Linked DNA regions of Zea mays: region 1 is linked to region 2. The links are chromatin contacts, called in public Hi-C maps. All regions are on one chromosome and are shown on one strand. Each heading gives the region's core, a stretch centred on a gene start, on an enhancer-like site or on the middle of the called end of the contact. The rest is flanking DNA. Distances are from core to core; before and after follow the strand shown. Region 1 holds the start of LOC103631773 (50S ribosomal protein L18, chloroplastic-like). Region 2 overlaps LOC100274365 (Ribulose-phosphate 3-epimerase).

What was found. A called contact is a pair of places that touch in the nucleus more often than the background predicts.
Region 1: a Hi-C map of ear shows a contact between it and region 2, with 2.0 times the contacts expected there. The contact joins the promoter of LOC103631773 here to the enhancer-like site in region 2. A contact is called at or near these places in 2 of 25 Hi-C or Micro-C datasets (ear and tassel) and 1 of 3 datasets of contacts at active chromatin or transcription factors (leaf).

The regions. Positions count from the first base shown.
Region 1 is chr1:14,906,485-14,912,405 of Zm-B73-REFERENCE-NAM-5.0, forward strand. It overlaps LOC103631773 (50S ribosomal protein L18, chloroplastic-like), which reads right to left and starts at 2,315. Exons shown (of 4, transcript XM_008653247.4): 1 at 1,832-2,315; 2 at 1,640-1,743; 3 at 1,383-1,535; 4 at 937-1,286. The coding sequence starts at 1,958. The coding sequence ends at 1,134. LOC103631772 (conserved oligomeric Golgi complex subunit 4) reads left to right here and starts at 2,209. Exons shown (of 2, transcript XM_008653243.3): 1 at 2,209-4,115. The coding sequence starts at 2,463.
Region 2 is chr1:14,738,204-14,744,095 of Zm-B73-REFERENCE-NAM-5.0, forward strand. LOC100274365 (Ribulose-phosphate 3-epimerase) reads left to right here. Exons shown (of 9, transcript NM_001148725.1): 5 at 1,707-1,785; 6 at 2,335-2,444; 7 at 2,543-2,599; 8 at 2,736-2,805; 9 at 2,910-3,301. The coding sequence ends at 2,959. Among protein-coding and RNA genes, the nearest start is that of LOC100274365, 15 kb to the left of the region's middle. Within about 2 kb of position 3,563, at least 11 of the 20 cell types and tissues checked have an H3K27ac peak or open chromatin away from gene starts, as enhancers often do. A contact at or near this core is called in ear and leaf, where this site is marked.

The DNA of each region.
Region 1 (5,921 bases), core at 1,065-3,564, 170 kb after region 2:
GTTAGACTACCCGTCTAGGATTCTAGGGTTTGGGGTGTTCCCCGTGTAATTACCGTCTCAACCCTCATTGTAATGGGCCTGGCCCAGTTACTAAGTCTATTAATACTACTCCTCATCCCTGGTTAGGGGTATAGGTTCGTATTCCAACAAATATACGTGCCAAATGACATGACACCATCCAGGTACTGGCAATGGAGAAGCTGCTATGTACCTACGTCGGCCATGGGAGCCCTTCGGGAGGTTTTTTTTTCACAAGCTTTTATGGATCACTGCATAGAGCCCGTTGGGTGGCATAACCGGGACAAACCTGAGAATGAGCAAATTGCCAGCTGCTATGAGTACAGGTCCCAGCCTTGTCTTCCTGTTTCTCGTTGTTCATGAATGCGAGTGTTACTTGAACTTCAAAATGACGATGTCCTTTTGCGCTTACTGGTTATTTTCTACTAGTACTTTCTAGCTCTTCTCGGGTACTCATGAGTCATGACGGGATGACTTGCTGCTGAATAGGTAAGTTTGGCAATTGGTATTGACACCTGTTATTGGCATTCTTCTCAGGTGCTCCGGTCCAGGATCCAGCATATCTGAACGGTGATGAAGCTATACCGTTCCTTATACAAACTTTCATTGATCCGGATATCGAGAATCCATGGGCGTGTTCGGCTGGCTACAAGCCGACACTGTTGCAGCTGTTTGGACTGCTGCAGCTGCAATCCATAGAGAGAAAAATACTGTAGAAGCCGCAGCCGCAGCCGGATTGCAGCCGCAGCAAGCCGCAGCGAACAAGCTGCATGGTTGGTCCACAGGTTGGGAACTCGAGTCCCAGTTTCAGCGTCCGTAGCATATAGCTCCTACTAATGTTCACTTCAGTGATTTCGTGTATTATATTATATGAATATTCATATTATAAAGGGGATGTAAGGAGATCTGAGCAGTAGGTACTGGAATCGTGTATAGAGTACGGAGAAACTGTCCTTGTTAGTGAAATATGAACTGCCTGTTGATCAAGGACTGATGGATCATACAGAATACAGAATACAGAATCCGCATGGAATGTGACCAACTTCCCTGTCTCCTGAGAACTGTCAATGCAAGCCCTGGTGCCTCCTTTCTGGGGGCGACACTACAGTTGCAGCCTATCTTGGCAGGAACCCGTGCTGTGAGACCGGAACCTCGAACGCCATCATCTTGTCGCCTCGAGCAAAGCCGTTGCGGTCGTAGGAGACCTCGGAGATGCCCAACTCGTTGCACACCCTGACGAGCTCCTCCCCGACCTTCCGGGCAGCCTCCTGTGCAGGGCGAGCCGGCGAGGCGAACTCAAGCTCAAGAGTCCCGCCGGAATACAAACCAAATTCCAGATGGAGAAGACGACGGCGGCGGCTTACCACGGTGCCACAGGGCGGGTCGCCGCAGATGGACTTCTGCAGCGTGCTGCCATAGAAGAGGATCTTCTTGTTGTGGTCGTCGGCGAGCACAGCGTAGAGCTGCCGGTTGGAGCAGAACACCGAGAGTCTGGGCTTCGTCGCCGTGCCGTTGAACTGCATACAGCGAGAGTCGGCGGAACGGCGGTTTGGTTACACCGGCTGCCTGGTAGCTGGCCTTATCCTGAAATTTGAGAACCAGGTGGAGCACCGGAACGTACCTTCTTCTGCAGCCGACGGTTCCTGACCTTGGCGCTCTCAGTTCGCGCGCCTCGCCTCGCCGTCGCCTCGATCCTGGGGTACTCGCGCCGGGGCGCGCCGGGGCCTGCACGCGTCAGACAGAGATAAGAGCGCGCGTGGGCGTCGCCGAGCTAGCGAGCGCGGAACAGCGTGTATGCGGTGGCTCTGCTCACCTGGATGTGGCGGAAGCGAGAAGTCGAGGATAAACCTGGAGCCTGTCAGCGAGGTCGGAGGGTGGCGGACCGGGAGCGCGGGGCGCGGCGATAACGGCTGGGCTAGCGCGGCGCGTAGCAGCGCCATAGCCAGTGCGCCAATTCGTCGAACAGGTTCCGCGCGCGCAGTTCTGGCCTTCGTTGGGTTGGCAGTTGGCTTCAGTTTACCATTCCGTTTTACCCCACCACCACCAGGGGAAAAAAATTTGTTGCAGCCCGGTTACAAACCAGGCTGTTTGCAGCCCCTAACAAAAAAGAGGATAGACCTCACCTGCAAGTCTACTAGATAACGTTTTAGTTGTGTTATTGGCCTACAGGTGGGGCCTATCCTCATTTTTGTGAGGGGCTGCAAACAGCCTAGTTTGCAGCCGGGCTGCAGCAAATTTTTTTCCCCACCAGGCACCAGCCGCAGCGCCCGCACACTCCGCACCGCACCGTCGCCCTTGCCCTGAAAAAAAGAAGAGAGAGAGAAGCACTCCGAGATCTGGTCTTCTCGGTGTCCAACGGTCCACAGCCCAACCCTCTCGAGTCTCGTCTTCTCCCCCGGACTCCGAGATCTTGCCGATCTGCACCGACGCCGCGGTCCGCGGCCATGGCGGTGCCCTCTCCCGCCCCGCGGTCCCCGCGCCGACCGGATGCCATTGTGGCCCCGGACCCCTCGTCCGCTGACGTGCCACCATCCCTCGACTTCGGCGACCCGGCCTCCCTCGCCGCGCTCCGAGTCCTCACCGACGCGGGTGCCGCCACCCGCCTCCTCCACGAGTGCGTGGCCTACCAGCGCGGGCTCGACGCCCGTCTCGACGCTCTCCTCGCCCGCCGTGCTGACCTCGACCGCGCCGCTGCTTCGCTCCTCCGCTCTGCCCCGCCTCTGCTCTCGCTCGCGGCTTCCGACGCCGCCGCGCTTAAGGAATCCTCCTCCACCACCGCGGCGCTCGCCGACGCGCTCTCGTCCCGCGTCCGCCATCTCGACGCGGCGCACTCCAGGGCGGACGCTGCGCTGGCACGTGCCGAGGCCGCGCTCGATCGTTCTCGCGCGCTCGAAGCCGCGCGGCGGGCCTTGGCCGCCGACGACCTCGCCGCCGCCGCCACCGCCGTGCACGAATTCCTCGCTATCGACGCTCGGTTCCCCACCGACGACGATCTCCGCCGCGATCTGCTTGACATGAAACGTCGCCTCGAGGGGCTCGCGCGTCGGAGGCTAGCGGCGGTCGTTGATGCACAGGACCATCCTGCTGTGCTTCGCCTCGTCCGCCTATTCCCACTGCTCGGACTCGCTGATGAAGGACTCCAGGTCTACGTCGCCTACCTGAAGAAGGTTGTCGCTCTGCGTGCCCGCGCAGACTTTGAGCACCTCGCGGAGCTGACCTCCGCGACCCAGCCGACCTCTGAGCGGCCGGATTTTGTTGGCTGCCTCACCCGTCTCTTTAAGGACATTGTGCTCGCTGTTGAGGAGAATGATGCTGTGCTTCGTGAGCTCAGGGGAGACGATGGTGTTGCTTATGCCATCATTGAGCTGCAGGAGGAGTGTGATTCGCGGGGCACCCAGATACTACGCCGTTATGCTGATTACAGGAAGCTTGCACGACTTGCATCGGATATAAACTCCTATACAAAGAACCTCCTTTCGGTCATGGGTTCCATGGCCAGTGCTGCTGGAGGTAGTGAAGGGCCTGATCCCAGGGAAATTGAGCTTTATCTTGAGGAGATTCTTGCGTTGACCCAGCTTGGTGAGGACTACACTGAATTTATGGTGAACAAGATCCGTGGATTGAGAGATGTCAAGCCTGAGCTTGGGCCGCGGGCGATGAAGGCCTTCCGTAATGGTAACTTCTATAAAACGGAGCAGGATCTGACTGGGTTCTATGTGATCTTTGAGGAGTTTTTCATGGTGGAGAATGTGAGGAAAGCCATACGGATTGATGAGCCCATATCAGATGGTCTCACAACGTCTATGGTGGATGATGTATTCTTTGTACTGCAGAGTTGCTGCCGCCGGGCTGCTTCCACTGCAAGCATAAACTCTGTTCTTGCTGTGCTTGGTGGGGCAATGAGCCTTCTAAGCAATGAGTATCAGGAGGCACTACAGTGGAGGATGCGGGAGCCAAATTTGGGTGCAAAGCTCTTCCTTGGTGGTGTTGGAGTGCAGAAGACAGGTGAGGAGATTGCGACTGCACTGAACAACATTGACATTAGCTCTGAGTATGTTCTGAAGCTCCGTCATGAGATTGAGGAGCTCTGCGTGGAGGTGAGTCTAGTATTCTTTGATTATATGCATTTGTTTAAGCCTAAAGTGGGATATGTTTTAACAATTATGCCATATATGCATTTCATCAGTTCAATTTATGGATATGTGCATTTCTGCAGTTATATAATGTGTTCTTAATTGCAGATTGTTTGATTTAAAACGAAGGTGTTCACAATGTTTTAGCATTCTATGAAAATTAGTTGATCGTAATAGAGTAAATTTCAGAAACCTAAAACTTTTTATGGCAGTGATAAATCATTTGGCTTACATATTTGTCTAGCCGTGTACACCTACGTTTATCAATAACTATCCATGTGAGTTGGTGATAGTGTCTCCTGTGTGCCGCCGCCGCCGCTGTCATTTGATCTCTATGCATCTTATGTAATAGAGAATCTCATAACTCACAAATAATGTGTTTCATTGTCTTAGTAAAATTAGTTTGGCATTGCTTAATTCTATCATGCTAATGAGAAATGATTGCTTAACCTAATGTATTTGACTATTTGTCATCTGGAAAATACCAAATTGTTAGAAGTAAATGATGGAACTAGCAACTTTCTAAGTAGGACAGCATTATGTTACACACGCTGATAGCAGCATTTTGTATACTGCTTTATGGTCACTCCTGTCATAGGAACTGTCTTTTGAGTTTGTCATAGCAAAACCGTTAAACTTGGTGCCTGATAAACAATTTTGCAAACTAAATCACTAAATTTACTATGTAGAACCGACAGTAATGACAAATGATGCGTGAAGTGTGGAATGTATGGTTGATCCATGTTAGGAAAAGGTATATGCTGCAGCAAAAGATGATGTCTTGCATTGAGCCCTTACACAGTTTATATAGAGTACATGACGTAAGAGATAAGGCAACCAACAGGTACATATGGCAGCCTATGAAACACAATATCTAGACTATCTACTAAATATACTCTAATAATTTAGTGTTCTTGTCTGTGGGAACCTGTGATCTAGTGAATAGAGCAGCTTGCTTATGAGTAATCTTGCAAGAAGAATAATGTACAGAATGCCACTGGCAAGCAAGATATGCATCAGGACCACCTTAAACTTTTATTGAGCAGTATTTAAAACAGTGTGCCAAAAATGAAGCTTGTTTACATTTATCTGAAATACTTTTTGAAAATAGATCTTGAAATGAGGCAAATGAATCATAGGCTTGTAACAGCATGTACTGTATGGTACACAGATAACAAACTAGTCTATACAATTTACATGGTCTAGCCAGCAAAACATGCATCCCTATATGTGACTAAAATTGTAAAAATATCTGCAGGACTACAATAACAACACTTGAGCATCTTCATTTGCATCTATTGGATAGATTCTTGAACCTTATACCAAATTCCTATATAGTGCCCAGGCCCGTTGGAATGCATGAATTTCACAAGAATCTGTTCAATTTCACAGGAAAAACACAACAATAGAGTTGGGGGGAAAAATCCTGTGTTCCAATATACCTTGAATTTGGCTACATTGTTTAACATAACTTTGGTTTGCTGAGGTTTAGAGCAAAAGTTCACGTCTGATTTTGGTCAGTTGATTTTTGTTCCTCTATGCTCTCCTATAATTTGTAATGGACTAAGACTAAGGGCAAGTATATTGGTGTTGTCTAATAGGTGGTCTCAGGCAGTGCCATGTAATCTTGAGTTGACTTCTTGTAGGAACATTTATTTACTTAGTTTGTGTATAGACCAAAATGAATGTTTTGAGTTTCATGGCAACAAGGCATACAATGTTGCTGAAGCAGTCTCATAGTCCTAAAATTTTAGTTTATGAGGTTGTTGT
Region 2 (5,892 bases), core at 2,313-4,812:
GAGTGCTTTTTCAGCAAATTACTTAACCAGCTTTCAGCCAAGGATAAAGCTCTGCAGTCCTGCGCTATTTCTAGTCTATGCAGAATTTCCTTTGCCAAAGCCAACTGAGTCCTCACGTGTCCCACATGCTTCCCACTCCAAGATTGCAGCTTCCTAGCTGTGGCTTTTAGTTTCAAATTCAGAGTCATGAAAGGGCAGTTTACAGCTGCCACAGAATCCCAAACCTCCTGGATGACATCCTGGAATCCTTCCAATTTGGGCCAAAAAGCTTCAAAACAGAAACGTCTTTTACCCAGTTTATTATCTCTAATGCCAAGCAGCAAGGGGCAATGGTCGGAGCCTTCAGAGGCAGCACTTTGAAGAAGGACATTTGGAAAATTGTCTTCCCACTCCACTGAACAGAGGACCCTGTCAAGCTTAACAAGAACAGGACTGTCTTGCTGATTTGACCACGTGTATTTACGCCCAAAAAGTGGAACCTCATTGAGACTCAAGTCCTCAACCAACTTCCTAAATCTCCCCATCATAGCTCTGTTAATATTTGAATTATTTTTATCTGAAGCCTTGTAGATGAGATTGAAGTCACCAGCAATCAACCAGGGTCCAGTGCAAGCAGCCCTGACGTCTCTCAGTTCTTGAAGAAACAACATCTTATCACTGTTACTTTGAGGACCATAAACACAAGTTAACCACCAACAGCGATTATGCGCATTGCAGAATTGGATTGAAATGCTGTATCTGTCAATCCTAGACAACCCAGTCACTCCCAGATGACGCTTCCAAGCAACCAGCACACCACCACTAGCACCACAAGATGGTAGAAAGGAGAACTGGCAGAAATCCGAACCCAAGGCTGCAAGAATGGTTCTTGTAGAAATGACAGTCATTTTAGTTTCCTGGAGACAGACCACATCAGCTTTAGAGGACAGAACTAGATTCCGGACTGAATTTTGACGATCAGCTGAATTTAAACCTCTCACATTCCAACATATAATTTTGCTAGGATCCATTACAACAATTATAAATTACAACCCAGAAAGAAAAACACACTACGGGAAGAGATTCCCCGGAGTCTCCCATCCAAAGAGAGCCGCTAACGCTTCAACATGACTTTGAGTTAAAGGATGCTGAAAAAGATTCTCATAATCCTTAACAGCTTGCTGGTTGATGCTTGCATTCTCTGTGATGACTCTCAGAGTCCGCATTACTTGTTTTGTGGCTCTGTTCTCCAGATCTTTCTAAACTTAGTCACTGATTGTGGCGCCTGCCTTGGCTGCGCGATCTGCAGCCCTCCTGGCGTCACGACGGCGCCTGTAAGTGCGGCCGTACATGACAACAACACAAATGGCTTCAATGAATATTTTGATTAAACCCTTCAATGTATTTTGTTCATTTAGGATTTAGCTAATCATGGACTATTACATAATGAGCGTTTGTCTTTGTGTGTGTTTGTTTGTTTTCTGAGGCTGAACTATTACTGATTACTGGGCTCCAACAATAGCTATAGGAGCACATTTGCTACTTGCTAGTGTTAGACCTACAACCAAGCACATTCCTAGATGTACTTAGTTTCAATTTAGGATTATTTGGCCCACCAAGTTCCTGTGGAGATCTTTGAATGTCCCAACCATTGGGGTGTACTGTTGTCTTTTATCTTTGTGGCATGCTCTGAATTGGAACTGAGTTATCTTTCCATTATTTATCAGATTAAAAGTCTAGGAGCAAAGGCAGGAGTTGTTTTGAATCCAGCGACTCCACTCACTGCAATTGATTACGTTCTTGATGGTAAGATCATGATGCTAATTTCAGCTTATATGGTATCTTGAAAGTGGACATCTGTTCAGAAAATCTGTTGATGTTACCGTACCAGGTTTGGAATGTCTATTATTGCCGGATTAGTTTCCAAAAGCCTTATGCTATATTCATGAGTGCAATGTATACTTTTGTAGCAAGTAGTTGCCTAGTTGGTAACTGATAGTAAATGATGACTGTTGAGAGTTGATGTTGGAGCAAGTACATACTCCGTTCAGAGTAGGAATGTGAAGCATCAATCAGGCTGCTCCCTCCTGGTATTCAACCAGTGATGTTGGTTTTTTATACCAGCATGACCATTGAGGCAAATTGTGCTGCTGCTTGTGATAATTTTTGACATTTTTGACCAATGGCACCCTTGACTTTCTTGGCTACGCAGCATGTAGTCTTGAAGTCTGCATTAAAATATTTGAAATTGCTTGAGCATACATTTGACTACTTTTCTCATCAATTCATCAGTAACATGATAGGCTCACATGTCCTGACATTCTAATTACAACACCTCACTTTTTTTCCATGCAGTTGTTGACCTGGTGCTGATTATGTCTGTGAATCCTGGGTTTGGTGGCCAGAGCTTTATCGAGAGTCAAGTAAAGAAAATTGCAGAACTGAGAAGGTTATGTGCAGAGAAGGTATATCCCCTTGTTCCCTTTCAAGTATTCTCACTCACTGCCCTGAATCCCTTACGTTCAAAGCATTGAAGTGTTAATTTCTTCTTTTTTTTTGGTAGGGAGTGAACCCCTGGATTGAGGTTGATGGTGGTGTTGGTCCGAAAAATGCCTACAAGGTGACATGTTTAGATATTTTCCATGCTGGCATTTAACTTTAACCTATCTTATATGGCACTTGTATTTAACAATCCTGAACTAATCTTCTAGTCCAGTTAGGTTTAGGTGCTAATATTTTTTCCCTTTAAATGACAGGTTATTGAAGCTGGCGCAAATGCCATTGTCGCAGGTTCTGCAGTTTTTGGGGCTCCAGACTACGCTGAAGGCATGGTTTCTTCTCAGTGTCATTCATGCTCTAAATTTGAAATTCAATATAGGTTGTCAGCGACTACGAAAGTTTTTATTGACGATCCTCTTGCGATTCTGCAGCTATCAAAGGAATAAAGACCAGCCAAAGACCTCTAGCTGTAGCCGCATAAAGAGCTGGACGTGTAATCATTTACTCTGTGCAAGTTTACCAGTGATGCGATCTGTATAGATGTGTGTCTTGTCCAGCTATACGTATACCGGAGATGAAAGGAGACGGAGGCAGTGAAGAAATATCCTTTTTTTTCTTCTCATTTTTCACGAGGATGCCGTGCACTGCTCCCAGAATGCTGTGTCCAATTTACAAACGCACAGGTGGCACATGAACTAGCAGAGTAGCTCTCTCTTGAAAGGAAACTGTATTTGGGGTCGATGAACCCTCTGGTGTTATTCTTCAGACTGGTAAACGATGTAACATGTTTGATAATCAATAAAGTGCGTCGTATGGCTTTCCTAAAAAAAAGCACAGCAGCACACGAATGTAACATGTTTGTACATCGGCATCTGACTGAGTCTGAAGCCCTTGTACATGATTGGAATTTACCTTAAAACTGTCTGGAACTTTGCACATTTTTTTTTTGAAAAATGGCAGGAGCTCTGCCTTTCTTAAAGCGGTAAAGAGGGTATAAAAAAACAGACACTCATCAGGAGTACACCTCCTGTGGAACGAGATCCTCTGCAGTACTGCCTCTTGTTGAGTCATTGACGTGTGGGTCCAAACGTCAGTGACTCAACTACGGGGGCAATACTACAGGATCTGTTTCCCCTCCTGTTGGGTGAGACTAGAAGAAATAGACCAGCAGGAGCCTAGATACAACTGGAGACTAAACACCAGACCTAGCTGCTAATGGATAGCAGCGCTCCTGAAGAGTGAAAGACTTTAATTTTCTCTGCCTCCTGCATCACCGATAATGAGTTATGCTCAAAGATCCTTTGGTTGTGCTCTTTCCAGGTATTCCACATGGTGTAGATCACAGTTCCATTGAATTCTCTATTGCGGTCTCTCGTGATGTGAGAAGCCCTCGATTCCCAGCACTCACTAATGCTATCGAAGTTTGATGGGTTTGCTTGTTGTGGCATTGTCAATCCTTACCCATTGAGAATTCGATTCTAGGCTTCCTGAGCGAAGGGGCGCTGCAAACAAAGATGGAGTACACTTTCTAGAGGCCCATGGCAAAGTGAGTAAGGCCCCGTTTGTTTGGTTGGAATTTAATTCCATTTTAATAATTATAATTTAGATAAAACTAATTAAGTTCATATATTTATATATGTAATATATTTGTATATTATCTTAAATCATATGAGAGAGATACTTATATACTACATTCATGTTATAACGAAACAAGTATAAGAGTGTGCTATAAGTTGTAAATCGGAAAAATATCATGTAAATCTATAGAATCAATTTCAATCTCTCACCTCATGAATTTGAGATAGCCTTAGACTGGCTCCAACAAGGGCCGGTAAAGCGTCCTCTACGCTAAATATACTGGATGAATCTGTTCGCTACGTCTCCAGCAACACCCGGTATAACCTTCGGTAAATTATAGAGTACGTTTGTGATCCGGCAAATGTGGGGACTCCGCTACCACTCGCTATCCACTGTTTACTCTGTCCTGCTTCCTGTGTTCGCTCCCGCGTAAACAGAAACTTCCCATCGGGTGCTGCACCTTCTTTGTGGTCTTCGGCTTCGACGACGGCGAAGCTGCTGGCAACACTCGATCCTCGTCTCGCGGCCGCAACAGGTGGTGGCTGGGAGGTGTGCATCCAAGTTACTCGACGTATGGCCGCAGGTGGTGGCTGGGAGACCAAGAACTACCGTGATTACCTTAAAATAATTATGACTGCTTTTTTTTATTTGAACATGACATACAAACAGTTGTTAACATTTTATTAAAACAGTTAGAAAAAATAGAGAATAAGATATAGAGGATAAAATTTAGAGGCCGTTGCTGGAGAAAGTCTAGATATAGAGAATGGAATCTTTTAGAGAGTTCTGTAAAGGACAGAGAATATTCCTTTAGGGGATAAAATTTAGAGGACGTTGCTGGAGATAGCCTTATATGGTAACTTTGGAAAGTGATGGAATGTCACATTCTAAAAAAATAGTCTATTACAATAGTAAGATTCCAAATCCTCAAAATAAAAGGAAACAAACGGGCACTAAGAGGTTTTGTGCTGTCAGCCACGACATGTGAGGTTGTCGGCCGTGAGCAGCTTATTTTGGATAAGAATCCATGCAAATAGTTTACATTTATTCTCAGATCTTGCTGTCCAGATGTGGCTGACCTTGTGGCGCCTGTGAGAGCCTAGGAACTGGGCTCTATAGGCTAAGCTGGTAGAAAAAATTCCATCCGGGATCCATTTCCATGTGATGGAGTCAGCAACCTCTGGCTAAAAGTGAATTATTCTAGATTCTAATCCTGAGCGAAACAAATTCCTCAATTTACGTGGATGTTGTAACTTTGTTCCTGTGGGCCTCTATCCAAGCATTGTTGGAAAGCTCTTGTGCAACTGATTTGTTCTTCCTCTTCACTAGTTCAAAGAGGTGTCCATCCAACCAACTATGATGCCAAAACCTTCCCTTTATGTCGTTGCCAAGTGCTACTGAGGTGGAAGCCCGAAATAGAAGGTTGGCTACATTGTTACAAGGCACTTGCAGACCAACCCAGGGCTTCTCTTCAATGGTCCACTCCTACCAATGCCACCGAAGGCGGAGGGCCCGACTAAATTTGTCGAGGTCAAGAACTCCCACGCCGCCCAAATTCTTTGGTCTGCTCACTGTAGGCTAGTTGACTAGACAGTGACCTGTGTTTGCTTGTTCCTCTCCCTTCCATAGGAAGGATCTGCGAAGTTTATCTATACGCTTCCTAGCCCAAGCTACCAGTGGAAATATGGATAAGTGGTAGGTTATCATTGAGGAGAGGACCGAGAAGACGTGTAGGACCGGTAAGGCAACCAGAGGAGATGAATGAGAGCCAATCGGATTTTACTTTCAAACACTGAAAATGAACAATTCACTTCAATTGAGATGAAGCAAGTGCTC